2 separate regions of the Rattus norvegicus genome follow, and region 2 is linked to region 1. A link is a contact called in public Hi-C data. All regions are on one chromosome and are shown on one strand. The core of a region is the stretch at or near the end of the contact, and the rest is flanking DNA. Distances in the headings are between cores, read along the strand shown.

Region 1 (7,065 bases), core at 2,554-5,053:
GTGCTACAAACTTATAACAATATTTTTTTCATTTTTTTATTAATTTGAGTATTTCTTATTTACATTTCGAATGTTATTCCCTTTCCCGGTTTCCGGGCCAACATCCCCCTAGCACCTCCCCCTCCCCTTCTTTATGGGTGTTCCCATCCCCATCCTCCCCCCATTATCGTCCTTCCCACAACAATCACGTTCACTGGGGGTTCAGTCTTGGCAGGACCAAGGGCTTCCCCTTCCACTGGTGCTCTTACTAGGATATTCATTGCTACCTATGAGGTCAGAGTCCAGGGTCAGTCCATGTATAGTCTTTGGGTAGTGGCTTAGTCCCTGGAAGCTCTGGTTGGTTGGCATTGTTGTTCATAAGGGGTGTCGAGCCCCTTCAAGCTCTTCCAGTTCTTTCTCTGATTCCTTCAACGGGGGTCCCTCGCCCCCCGAGGGGCATTCGCCTCTGTATTTGCTGTATTCTGGCTGTGTCTCTCAGGAGAGATCTACATCCGGCTCCTGTCGGCCTGCACTTCTTTGCTTCATCCATCTTCAAACTCATTTCTTGAAAGCCTTCCTTTCATGCTTCTGTATTAACTCTCCTTGATTTTCTTACTTGTAGAATTTCTTTCTTTCTCTCTCTCTCTTTCTTTCTTTCCTTTCTTTCTTCTTTCATTCCTTCCTCCCTCCCTCTCACTCTCCCTCCCTCCCTCCCTGCCTCCCTTCCTCCCCTCTTCTCTCCTCCCTCTCATTTTTTTCAAGACAAGGTTTCTCTGTGTACCTCTGGCTGTCCTGAACCTAATTCTGTAGACTAGGCTGGCCTTGATCTCAGAGATCTGCCTATTTCATCTTCCTGAGTGCTGTGAATAAAGGCATAAGACACTACTGCCTGGCTACTTGGGGACTTCTTAACTGTGTTCAGAAATACTTCTAATTCAGGACTGCTGGGAAACGGTGTACAAAGTGATGCTTACTTCTCCTTAGCTATATTCTTTTCTTATTGATTATTTTAATGTAAATACTTGAACAGTCTCATTTGTAAATTTCATCCAATTTTTGTTCTGGATTCCTTCCTTGATAGACCTATGTAGATAGAATAATCTATCATTGACACTTGAACATAATAATTCAATCCAGTGAAAAGGTCCTAAAGATGTAAAACACAATTGATACATTAGCACAGTACAGTGTCATTTTTGTACCAATAAAATGATAAAAGAATGAAGTGTTACTTGAAATTGTGAAGTCAGTTAAACATATGTCACTGCTATATAGGACCATTACATTTTGATGCTGTCATTCCACAATTTCCAAATAGCTCATAAAGGATAGTTTGAAAAGTGAAATCTAATTCCATTATTAATAGAATTTTCTTATACGATACATCCTGATTATAGTTTTCTTCCTGCTACTCCTCCCAATTTCTCATCATCTCCCCTCCACTCTCCTGTTCTTTTTAGAAAAGAACAGGCTTAGAAGAGATCACAATCAAACATGACAAAATAAAAGATAATAAGATGAAGTAGAACCTATCATATTGATATTGGACGTAGGCAACCCAATAGGAGGAAAGAAGTCCCAAGAGCAGGCATGAGAGACAGAGACCCACTTGTAGTCATAGTCAGGGGTCCCAGAGAAATACCAAGCTAAAATCTATTCTATATCTGCAGAGGGCATGGTGTATACCCACATAGGCTCTCTGCTTGCTGCTTCAGTTTCTGTGAGCTCACGTTACTTTAATTAGTTAATTCAGAAGGCCTTTTTTTCTTGCAGTGTCCTCTATCCCTTCTGGCTCTTAAAAGTTTTCTGTCTCCTCTTCTAATGGATAGCATGAGCTCTGACAGGAGGAATTTGATAGAGACTTCAAAATTTAGACTCTCTCTCTCTGCATCTCTCATGGATCTCAGCATCTATTCCCCTCCGCTGCTGGAGGAAGTGTTTCTGATGACTGTATAAAGCACGGACGTATGTACCATTAGAAATCATTTTTTTAAAATTTTTTTAAGAACTGTAGTGTTTGGTTTTATCCAGACTATCTGGTCTCTGGTTCTTGGTTATTCAAGCAGCATTAAGTATGGGTTCCTTCTCATCAAGTGGGTCTTAAGTCAAATCACACATTGGTTGGTTATTCCTACAAGTTCTGTGCCACCATTATCCCAGTATATTTTACATGTAGGAGATTGTAGGTCAAAGGTTTTATGGTTGGGTTTCTCTCCCGGTAGCTTGAAGAGTACCTTCCTGTATGAAAGAGAGTACACAGATAGAAAAAGTTCCATGTAGGTACCAGTTTGATGCTTTCAAGTTCAATGAGAAACGTGGGTATTGTACCCAACAATGGGATGCTGCTGTCCATTTGTAGAGAGCAAGCCTTTGTCTTAGCAACAGCAACACAACCAGACTGTTTGGGGATTTCCATGGGAACCCCTTGGCCAACAATTCAATTAAATGCAACCCAATTTGGCCACTGGAAGCCTAGCCTGGCTACAAGAGATAGTCAGCAGAGACTCCATATCCTCTATTACTAGGAATCTTCATTAAGATCACATTTATGGGTTCCAGGAAATTTCTTTCCACTGCAGTAAGTTTCCACACAACTTCCCAAATATCCCCCAATTCTAGCTTCTCTACCCATAATCTCTCCCTCCACCCCATGGCCCTTCCCAGCCACTTGATTCCCTGTTTCTGTCCCTACCTGCCACTAGTCTATTCTATTTCCCCATCCCAAGGGAGAACCCAGTTTCACCTCTAGAGCCTTCCTCTTTGGGTTGGTTAACATTTATTTAATTTAATGCATTTTATCATTTATTCCACCTTTTTGGGTCTAGGATACCTTACTTAGGATGATTTTTTTCTAGTTCTATTCATTTGCCTGAAAATTGCATGTCATTTATTTTAACAGCTGAATAATACTCTATTTTGTGTAATTCTTTTATTGTTCAGAATTGTTTTAGAAATTCCAATTGTGGTTTGTTCATTTATTTTTAATTTTCCATATGAACAGGTCTCTAAAGAATTGTGTTGGAATTTTGATAGGGATTGCATTGAATTTATAGACTGCTTTGGTAAGATGGCCAATTAAACTATTTTAATCCCTCTGATCCATGAGCATAAGAGATTTTTCTATTTTCTGATACTTTCTTCCAATCCTTTCAAAGACTTTAAGTTTTTATAATACAGGCCTTTCATCTGCATATGGAGAAGTACCCCCCAAGATATTTTATATTATCTGAGATTATTGTGAAAGGTATTATTTCCCTGATTTGTTCCTCATTCGGTTTGACTTTTGTATATAAAAGAACTATTTTTTTAAAAAAAATTCTTGTATTCAGTTACTTTGCTGGATACTTTGCTGGTGTTTATCGGCTGTAAGAGTTCCCTGGTGGGATTTTTATGTATCCTATCATATAATGTATCCTATCATATAATCTGAAAATTATTTGGCACTACTTTGTATTTTTCCTACTTATTTGCTAAATAATTCCTAAATAAGTTCTAAATTATTGATCAGTTGAAGAAAAAGTAAAAGAAAACAGAAATACACTGCACAGAATGAAATACAGTGATGAAGACCTGGGCTGATGAATTTGTCTTGACAGTGACTTTTAAAGGCTATCTACCACATTAAAGCAGCTTTGTGTGTGTCAAGTGAGTTTCATTAACTAAAGTCTTTCGAACTGGGGACAGAAATATATATCCTGCTTATGTTTCAGGGATGCTGGTGAAATAATAGCAATGTTCCGGTGTGTGTTCTTACTGAGGCATAACAAATTGTGAACACACATTGAGTCCTGGTATTTGTACTGAATGTACTGAAACAGACACTGTCTGAAAACAAAATTCATCATGATAACTGTGCTAAGTTTTAGAGGATCACACTTTTAGATACTTACTATTTTCTTAAATATCAGCTTAAGCATAAGAAACAGAAAAATGAACATTTTAGCAAACAGAATATGGAAATATTTATATTCTTGCACAAATTATTACATTAAAATTTTCAAACTTTGAATTCTTTACAGTTACACAGTAGTCAATATTTAAATTTTTAGAAACATTTTGTTAAAACTCAAGCAGATGCCATGAGGTACAGGGGGTAGAAAATACCATTATTGAAAATTCATTAAGCTTTTCATCACCCTGAATGATGTTTAAATTTCTAATTATCAAAACTCAAAAATCAAACACATTTAAAATGCAAACTTTGAAAGGGGAGTAAATATAAATAACATTTTGATTACACAAGAAAAAATCTGAGTATAGCACTGCAATATATGTATTAAAGAGTCAGGATTGTGTTTGAAAAAAATACGGAGAAAATCAAAATGAGGTCCTGAACAGTTGGTACTTTCCATTTCTAGTGGAGCCACAGCACCACCATCTGGTCTTATTTATATGACAGCAAAATTAAAATAAGTACTAATATTGCTATAGTTTGTATGATAGCTTCTGACCTCAAACACAACATAAAAGAAATATGACAACAAATTTACATAAAACCATTGTTTTCTTCATGTTTACTAGTAAAAGATTCTCTTCGACTAAGAACCTAAGAAACACATTTTTCCCTAAGAAACAAATTTTTCAGTCAAAATAGTTTATTTATTAAATGCATATTAATTGTAAAAGATACATTTAATAAAACCTACTGCCCACTAAGTGTACACTTAAACTATCTTATTGGTTTCCATTATATTCCCCAATAATATTCATTTCTTAGTGTGAAATTATACAGAAATGTCATATAGTATATATAAGTCATAGTTTTAGAAGCCATTTAAATTGGTTTCAGGTATGAGATGTTGAATGAAGAATTCCCAAGATATAAAGAAATATCGCCAAAATAATTGTTCTTTTAAGATACCTTCTGATTGCAGTAAAGTTGGGCTTAAATCAGGATTTGTATCACTTTAAAAACAATTATATAGAATCATAGTTTAAGTGTTGCCACAAGCTGAATAGTCTTTCAATAAAACCCTCTACACTTAGATAGAAATGCTGCTCGGATAAAGCCCAGCCTCAATTACCACCCAAAGAACATTGTAAAGAAATGGCTGCTAAGCGCATTCTTCCCAAATGAAAGAGGATGTTATCTTGGGACCCCACAGAATGTATACTTAGGGAACTTCTGTGTCAAATATTCGACAGAATGAATGGATGAAATCACTTCCCACTTCACTTTTTCATCCATAATGCAAATCTCATCCTGATCTTTTCCCTCATTTGAAACTTTTGATATATTTTATGTAACTTTCCCAAAATACTGCAGCAATTATTATAGTTCATGATTCTTCCTGGAACAAACCACAGCACCTAATATTCCTGTGGAATGAGTATATCATCTCAAGGTTATCACTAAATTCTGAGAGCAGCCACAGAGAAGAAAAGCTAACTTTGTAAATAAAATAGAGGTCTGTAGACCTCTCACATCACAAGGATGGTCATCCTCTTGAAGGAAGGGATTATTCTAACTGTAATATCTCAGTGAGGCTGGCTTTTAAGAGGTGAGCTATTACATAAGCATTCTTGAGGCATGTCTTAAGAGTTTCTCAGGAAACTTGCCGGGCATGAGTTTTTGGGGTTTCTTAGATTTTACTCCAAAAATATATTACTCATGAATACTTAGGGTGTTTTGTCAATATTTTCTTTTGCTATTAGTCACATAAGATTCCCTAAAGCTGCTCATTGACATGGCCCATTAGGGTATCCTTAATATATAATAGCACTAAAAAATAATTCTACTTTGGAATGAATACTAACTGTATTTTCAACTGATAGATATGATAGCCTAATTGTCAGAAATTTATATAACTTTCATACTAGATTTGGTTTTGAGCATGGGGTACATATTGTCCAGGGCTTATAAAAGCAGATCACTGACCATAAACATTGACTGAGTTCTGCCTTAAAAGCCTTTAGTTACTGTAAGAAATTATACTGTAGAAAAATATAGTATATAAAGCAAAATAATTGCATGAACATGTAATGGAATTATAAATTCAAAATGTCTCCCTGAACAGGTAGTATTTATTTAATTGTAATTTGGAGAGAATTTAATTTCTCTTTTAATTTAAAGAGTGATTTAAACAGTTATTCATGCTTTAGCTTCTATCAATCTGCTAGAGACACAAGATCATTTTAATAGCCATTTGCCTGAAGGGCTCTTACCTTCAGCTTCCTGACAGCATCTCTCACAACTTCTGTTCCCTTTGGCTGCTCCACTTCAGTACTGCCAAGAAACTGAACATGAGCATGCATGAGACACAGACTTTACTAAACCCATCATTGAACCATCTGGAGCTGATACTTTGTGTATGAGAAAGTTAAACAGAAACTCAAACTCAAATCTTAATTAGGGAGAACAATTGCTACTCAATTTATATATACTACATGAAAATGCATAATTTGATCATTTGTAATTCCTATTTTCAGAAGTTTTTTTTAACAGATCTCACCTACTTTTTTTTATTTGAAGATTCCTACTGGGATGAAAACTGAAATTATTTCATTGTCCCCAAAGAGATAAAGTTAGTCTCAACAGTTAGAAGTTAGTAAATGCTAACTCTGTGTCACTATCATACTGGCTCCATATTATCATTACTCATTTTCTCAAGGTTAAAATATAATTAGGTTGATGTGCACTAATAACTGTTTAAATTCAGAGAACGTACAAATATATGCTTTGATGAGGTCCAAGTAATATTTCTAGGTTTGCAGCACAGCCAGGAGATTTGTACATATTAAAGTTTCAGGGCTGGTTCAAGAGTACCACTAAACCTTTAAACCAAGAAAGTAGCGTGTCAGATCATACAGGACAAAGGGTTCAAAAACAAAAGATTTAACAAGAATGAGTTTTTAGATTAGAATTAATCCATATTAAGACTCCTTTTCTCAACTTCTAAAAAAGCCACATCACTAAGGTGTCATTAGCAAGAAGAATGGGAAAAGAATTTTTATATGCAAGCAAAACTTGAGCTAGTAAGTCATACAATGTCAATACCAGTAACAATAACTGACAATAATGTTGTAGAGTAATAACCATACTTTGACAGAAATGACAGGAGTCATAAGCATTATATGCAAATATGC
Region 2 (7,338 bases), core at 4,131-6,630, 290 kb before region 1:
TATGCTGCCCGGTTAGTGGTTCAGGTCTGAGAGAGCTCAGGTGTCTATGTTAGTTGAGACTGCTAGTCTCAACTAGCAGTTGCCCTCCTCCTAAATTTCTACTAACCTTTCCCTAATTCAGCCACAGGAGTCCCCAATTTCAGTTGAATGCTTGCGTGTAAGTATCTGTCTTAGCTGCTTTTTGGGCCTCTCAGAAGACCACCATCTAGGCTCATGTCTGTAATTTTGAAACTAAATTTAATAACAGCAGTCACATATTGTACTGCTGTCTATGTGATCATTTCATGAATAGTTATCACATACTAAGTGTGGAAGTGCTTTGACTGAAAGATAGCTGTGGTAGAGGTATCTAGGGAGAAACCTTGGATAGTGAGGGCAAGATATCCAGCAGCAAACACAGTTTGGAAAATAGAAGTCCTGTTAATAACTTAATGTTTGTTAAGTATTTAGTATTATTCAGTGTTTATTAACTCATTCTCACAAAATTCTCTGGTAGAGAAATGACCTTATTGTGTATTTAATAGAAAAAATTGCACAGAGTTTAACAAAAAATTGAGGATGCAAAAATGGGCATAATTTATATCTTTAGCTCTTACGATAAGATGCATTCAGAGAAGTCTGACAATCATTCAGATTAATCAACTGTATGGTTCAGAGCCACAACAAAATGTAGCAGAACTCCTAACGGGTGATTGGGAGAGTTCACACAAGGAAAAAAGCTAGGCTTTGTCTGAGGAGATACACATCTTATGAGTCAAAGAACAAAGCCACATTCAGAAATCTAATAGGAAAGTGCAACATTGTTTTTAAGTACAAAGCACTCAGGATGAGAAGATAACATTTGGTCTTAGGCAACAAGCAAGTGGCTTTTAAATCAACTGGAGTAATATGTTACCCATATAAGGATAGAGTTCACATAACTAGAAAGAATTACAGAATAAACACTGAGGCATAAACGCTCACTCAGACTTGGGGATGGTTTGGCGCATGTTCCTCAGCATCCTGCTATATTCAGCTCTTCCAGAAGGCAGCAGCTCTAACTGCTTTTACTTTATGGCATATAAATTGCTGTTCTTGAAAAATCTTCTCTTGGGGCCACCTGATTTCTGTAAGATACTTCTATCATCCATTTACAAATATCATCCAATATTTATCCATATTATCTTTCATATTATGAAAGAAGACACTATCCACTAGTAGTTGAACCAGAGAATCATGAAAAAAAAATCATATAGTGTGGCACTGACCTCCTGTATTGGTAATGTTAAGTTCCAGAGGATATTACTAGCCAAACAAGTTCCAATTCATAGTTGCATAAAATTAAGTTACAATTCATCTCCTTTCTGTAGTCATAATCTATAGGCTATATTAGTATGCTTATTTAGTGATTTTAAAATATTGGTAAATTTTCTTTAAGAAAAGGGCATTTATATAAGCCCAATTTCAATTGCATCTTTCCAACTGTTGGAAAAGATGGGTTGGAGTCTTTTTCATAAGGAGATGATCTGTGAACACGACTCTAGATAAAATGTAAATCTCAAGAGCATTCAAATATTTGTAGCATTTATTATTGACTTGTCTTTTTTATCTTTATTAACTTGGGTATTTCTTATTTACATTTCGATTGCTATTCCCTTTTGCAGTTTCCGGGCTAACATCCCCCTAACCCCTCCCCCTCCCTTTCTATATGGGTGTTCCCCTCCCCATCCTCCCCCCATTACTGCCCTCCCTCCAACAATCCCATTAACTGGGGGTTCAGTCTTGGCAGGACCAAGGGCTTCCCCTTCCACTGGTGATCTTACTAGGCTATTCATTGCTACCTATGGGGTTGGAGCCCAGGGTCAGTCCATGTATAGTCTTTGGGTAGTGGCTTAGTCCCTGGAAGCTCTGGTTGGTTGGCATTGTTGTTCATATGGGGTCTCGAGCACTTCAAGCTCTTCGAGTCCTTTCTCTGATTCCTTCAACGGGGGTCCCGTTCTCAGTTCCGTGGTTTGCTGCTGGCATTCGCCTATGTATTTGCTGTATTCTGGCTGTGTCTCTCAGGAGAGATCTACATCCAGTTCCTGTCGGCCTGCACTTCTTTGCTTCATTTATTGACTTGTCTTAAAGCTCTGTTCTGTACATCAAGAGCTATTGAATATTCATTCATTCATTCATTCATGCATGCATGCATTCATTCATTCATTCATTCATTCATCTATCCATTCATTCATGTTGCTTTGAAACAGGATACATCAGGGTAGACTCAGATTAAATATCTTCCACCCTCAGATTCCTTAGCATTGGGATAATACATGCATACCCATACCATGATGGGTCACAGGAGAACAGCTGTCACATATTTTAACTATTGTTCCCCAGGTGGAGGCAATGGATGGGGGAGGTTTGGAAGGTGTAGGCTTTTTGGACAAAGTACTTCACTGGAGGCAGGCTTTGATATTTTAGACTGATACTAATTCTAGTTCATTTTCCTTTATATGCCTAGAGTTGAATATGTGCGCTCTCAACAACCTGCCTCTGCCAACTTTGCCATGCTGTTCCTGCTATCAGGGACTCTGGTCCTCCAAAACCATAAGCTAAGCTAAGCTCCCCCTTTTGATGTTACCTTGTCCATGGAGTTTTATCATGGCAATGAAAGAGTAATCCATTAAAATACTGTGCCCAGCTTCATTTGATCATTTTGGATGTGGATCTTTGCACTTCTTATTTTACTCTAACCTGTGTAAATATTTGTATGTGTTAAAAACTAGGTGATTTACACAGCAAAAATGCCAACATTTAAGTTGCATCATTAAACACTGAGATTCTCAAAGATTCAAATATTTGCTCCCCTTTGTTAGGATATAACCCAAATCATGTTTGCTTTATTCCCTCCTTCAACCCCATTTTTCTATATCTTTTTAATTAATGTTTTCAGTCTTTTGTCATGTACAGATCTTTGTCCTCATCGTCTCATTTTCTATTAATAATATGTCACAATACCCATCCCTCCAAAGAATAATTTAAAGAAAAAAATAATAGTTATTAAAACAAGCTTTTGCCCTGACCCCAAGCACCTCACATAAAGAATTGGTTACCATGAATTGAGGATAAGAGTAGACACTGGTATAATTTCTCATCACCAGAATGTGAAAATAGCAGAGCTGCTAAGAAATTCAGATTTTACTTGTGATTTATTTCAGATATAGTAGAGTACTCTGTTAGTCCAGCCTGATGAAACAGTATTTCCTCATAACAGGAGTCACTTCTTCTATCTAAACAGGAACGTTATAAGCTAGATCATATTCTAATAATTTTCTTTTGGCTTGATTATCCATGCTGCACTTTAATCAATTTCTACACAACATTCAGTAGAGATGGGAAATGATGTCACAGATACATTATGCTATATTACCCATGGACAGTTCTGTAAATACATGTGCTTTGGTATGCTTATTGGCTTCTTCATTATTCCGAAGGTGAAGTACAAATATTTCTAAGTTAGCTCATTTTTCAGGCCTGTAAAATGTTTTCCAGTATTTTTTATTCTTATATAAAATTTTTCTATTATACAGTTAATTAAATTTCCAAAATTATTGTTTACTTATTTCTTTAACAATCCCTTTAAATTGAATTTTGCTCTAGCTGGATGAGTAACACTTAAAAGGAATGGCAGCTTTAAAGTATTTTTATATGAGCAGTTGTTAGATAAATTGAATTAGTTCCTACAAATTTGTGTTTTTGTTTTCTTTTTTGTTTATTCCTTGAAAATTTCATATATATATATATATATCTTGATCATAATCAATGCTCTCCCTACATCATTCCCTCCTCATATCCTTACCTATCACCCCAAATACAACTGCCTCTCAATGACACGTCTTTGTTTATCCTTGAAGATTTGTTTCATTTTTATATGGTGTTGTGTGTGTGTGTGTGTGTGTGTGTGTGTGTGTGTGTTCGCATGTATGTGGCATCTCTGTGTGCTAGTGTGTTGATTTGTGTATACACATGTTGGGGCTTATACATGAGAGCTAAGTGTTTATATAGTCCAGAGGGAGAAGAATATCCCATGGATATTACTGCAGTTGGGAGCCACCCGAGGCAGGTGCTAAGAACTGAACTGGAATCCTTTAGAAGAGCAGTACACATTTTAAATTCTGAGCCATCTATAGAACCCCCATGTCTTTTTAACAAACCATCCACAAAGTCTAAATACTACTGCCAGTATGTGAATATGTGCATGGATGTGGATTGTTATGTACTGGGGCTCTGGCAATCTTCCAGTTATCTTTCTCCAAGAGCAGTGATTCTCCCTCTTCCAGCAGGCATCAACTTCCGACAGCTCCATGGGAAGGGATGAGGCCTCAGGAGCTCATTTGCTTTGTGTGCAAGAAAATTTAAATGGCTTGACATGTGCAGGTACCTACCTGCTGTGAGTTCATGTAAGCAATAATCATATCATGTCCAGAGGACAGCATTTCATACTGCCCTTCATTTTCTAGTTATTTTATCTCTTCTTCCTCCTCTTGTGTGTTCACTGAGTGTTGATATGGAGGAGGGCTGGTATAGATGTCCTATGTGTAACGTAGCTAAGCACCCACAGTCACTTATTTTTAGCACTTTGAACACTTACAAGTCTTCTCATTAACCGCTACCCATTACAATAAGACGCTCTCTTCTCAAGGTTAACTTCAACGCAAATCTGTGGACATTTACATGAATATTTAGAGGGCAGTATGACAACATTTGGCAAAATAAAATGAATAGGTTCCCTCTTTGGGCCTATGACTTCCATAGCCATAGATTTTGACCAAGGTTCCAATACCCGTACATGAATTCCCCACTGAGGAGCAGGTCCCAGATGTAATCAAAGGAATGGTTGGTCATCCTATAAACAGTTGTGCTACTATTGGCATAAAGGGCATATCTTATCTGATAGGTCAGTATTGTTTATTGTGTAAGCTCCAACACTGGGTTGATGTCTAGTGGTTGCTAGCGGCCAGCAAAGCACACATCAGCCCTATGAAAGCTAGCAAACAGGGGTGGGGGAGACAGAGAGAGAGAGAGAGAGAGAGAGAGAGAGAGAGAGAGAGAGAGAGAGAGAGAGAGAGAGAGTTCACAGTTAGTTCAGGCTTGGTTTCTCTGTGTTCTACATCCAAAATGTGTGGTTTCTTCAGCAATAGGGATTTATAATAAAAAAAAATGTCTTCCTTAAATCTACTTCCTTAGAAAATAAAATCTTGCTTTTGTAACAATAATCCATGTAGAATTTTAAAGAAACGAACAAACACCATTTTTCTTTTTTGACTATTTTATTATGAAATGTACCCTGTGTCTATCCAGCTGTGTGGCTCTGAGCCAGTGCTGTGAGTCACTGCCCTACATTCTGCATGTACAAACAGGAATTAAAAGAAAGGAGAGGCAAGGATGGTGCTCTTGGGTCTTGCTTACAGTCAAACACCAGAGGAGGGAGGCTATTATATGATTTCCAATGAAGTCTGATTTGCTATAATTCTTTCAAATCACAACATTTTGAGTTTTGGTTAGTTGAGAAGATCTAAGAGATGGAGTTAGGATAAAAGGAGAAATGATCTGCAGACAGAAATTTTGATTATGTTTTAGCTAGGAAATCCCTTGACAATGTTAACAAATACTTCCACTAAAATCCCATAAAAGCAAAATATCCATGACGAAGTATAAAACGATCCATGTTTCTCAGATCCATGAACTTGCAATAAATAACCATGACAGGATTTAGATATATCTCCTGGTGTTTAGTATCTCTCTCTGTCTTTGACTCTGTCTCTGTTTTTCTTTGTCTGTCTTTGTCTCTGTCTGTCTCTGTCTGTGTGTGTGTGTGTGTGTGTGTGTGTGTGTGTGTGTGTGTGTGTGTGTGTGTATTTTGGTATTGGTAATTGATACCTGGAAAAAATATTACAAATTATATTGTGAAGTACTTTGAAAATATTACTGATAGTTTTTATAGCTAGTAGAGTCAAGTTTCAGGAACACGGTCAGCCTCCTACTGATTGTTTCTATGAGTGCAGGCTCACACTCATTCCCATGACCCCAATTTATACACTTTCCCAGTCCATTTCCTCCACTTTCCCTTTCTCTCCTGCTCCAATATCAGTACAAAAACTAACTTAGTAAATCATTGGTGGTGGCTGGTGTTTAGCAAGTCCCACACTGTCTGTGATATCAGCAACTGCTCCACATGACCAGTTTGCACTTGGATTCAAGGCAGGTTAGACACATGGATTAAATAACATTGTTGGGATCCAGATGGTTCTAATTAAAGAGCAATTGTTCTCATAGACAAACAGATGAGGAACAGATTCACAAGCAAATTCCCATGCCACGTTGACTAGAAGCTAACAGTGGAGGCCGAGCTCCCACACCCAGCTTCTCTCCCTAAGGAGCAGAGCAATGAAAAAGAGCCCAAGGGCAAAAGTGAGTCTGAGGAGGAAGATACTCTATGCCATGTAGCTGCTAGAGAAAGGGGAAACTGTAAAACAGAGGGAAAATATCTAGAATGTCAGGAAAAAGTCTATTTGGGAATCTCCAAACTACAACAGATTTATTCACTCTCATTTATTAGTTTATATCTTTCTTCTTTTATATAAAGATATAATTCTTCTTTTAATAATGTAGGTAAGTTAATCTAGATTCATAGATACTTTTGGGTGGAAAAATGGGGACATGAGATTGCTGTTAGAGATTCCCTGTGAACATGTTTAATAAAACACATAGTAAATATTTGTGTTTAAAGTCAGTATAGAATTCTTTAAAACCTCAGAGTTACTTCTACAAATGGCTACAAGTTTTCGTGAACAGTGAAATGCCAGTAATTTTCCTGTGGTCTCTAACAGTTAAGTATTGTATAAATATTGTTGACAGTGTGACTGCTGTTATTTTTATTCTGAGTTTCGACATAGTCCATTTACTGAAGACTTCTCTGGTAAAAGCTCTGGAAAGCTTCAAGTACATAAGATCAAAAACAATGATGAACTACCTTAGGAATGCGGCTTCACTAAACACCACATGAACAGAGCCTTGCTGAAGCTGGGAAAATGTTGTAAAGTGTGGTATAAATATCCATATGAGGGGGCAAAAGGACAGTGGACATTTCAGCCTTCCTTTTTGTACTTCAGTGGATAAAATAAAAGAACACATAACAGAAAATGGAGAAATGGGACACAATTTGGGAGAAAAAGCAAGTGACAAAAAGGTACTGAGGAAGGATCAGGGAAGAGAGTAGGTATTGTATTCTGAGCCGAAAATGGTTTTCAGTGACTACAGCTTACTGAAGATGCTAGGAGCTTCTATAGCCCTTAGCTACTATGGCTGGTACGT

What was found. Hi-C and Micro-C count contacts between places; a contact is called where the count stands out from the background.
Region 2: a contact with region 1 is called in a Hi-C map of psoas muscle, with 5 times the contacts expected there. The contact joins two enhancer-like sites. A contact is called at or near these places in 4 of 12 Hi-C or Micro-C datasets (the A7r5 cell line, the Rat2 cell line, Schwann cells and 1 more).

The regions. Positions count from the first base shown.
Region 1 is chr9:54,321,484-54,328,548 of GRCr8, reverse strand. It overlaps Gulp1 (GULP PTB domain containing engulfment adaptor 1), which reads right to left. Exons shown (of 11, transcript NM_001013171.2): 4 at 6,145-6,216. Among named protein-coding and RNA genes, the nearest start is that of Gulp1, 210 kb to the right of the region's middle. Within about 2 kb of position 3,803, at least 5 of the 93 cell types and tissues checked have an H3K27ac peak or open chromatin away from gene starts, as enhancers often do.
Region 2 is chr9:54,613,318-54,620,655 of GRCr8, reverse strand. No RefSeq gene overlaps it. Among named protein-coding and RNA genes, the nearest start is that of Col3a1, 250 kb to the left of the region's middle. Within about 2 kb of position 5,380, at least 13 of the 93 cell types and tissues checked have an H3K27ac peak or open chromatin away from gene starts, as enhancers often do.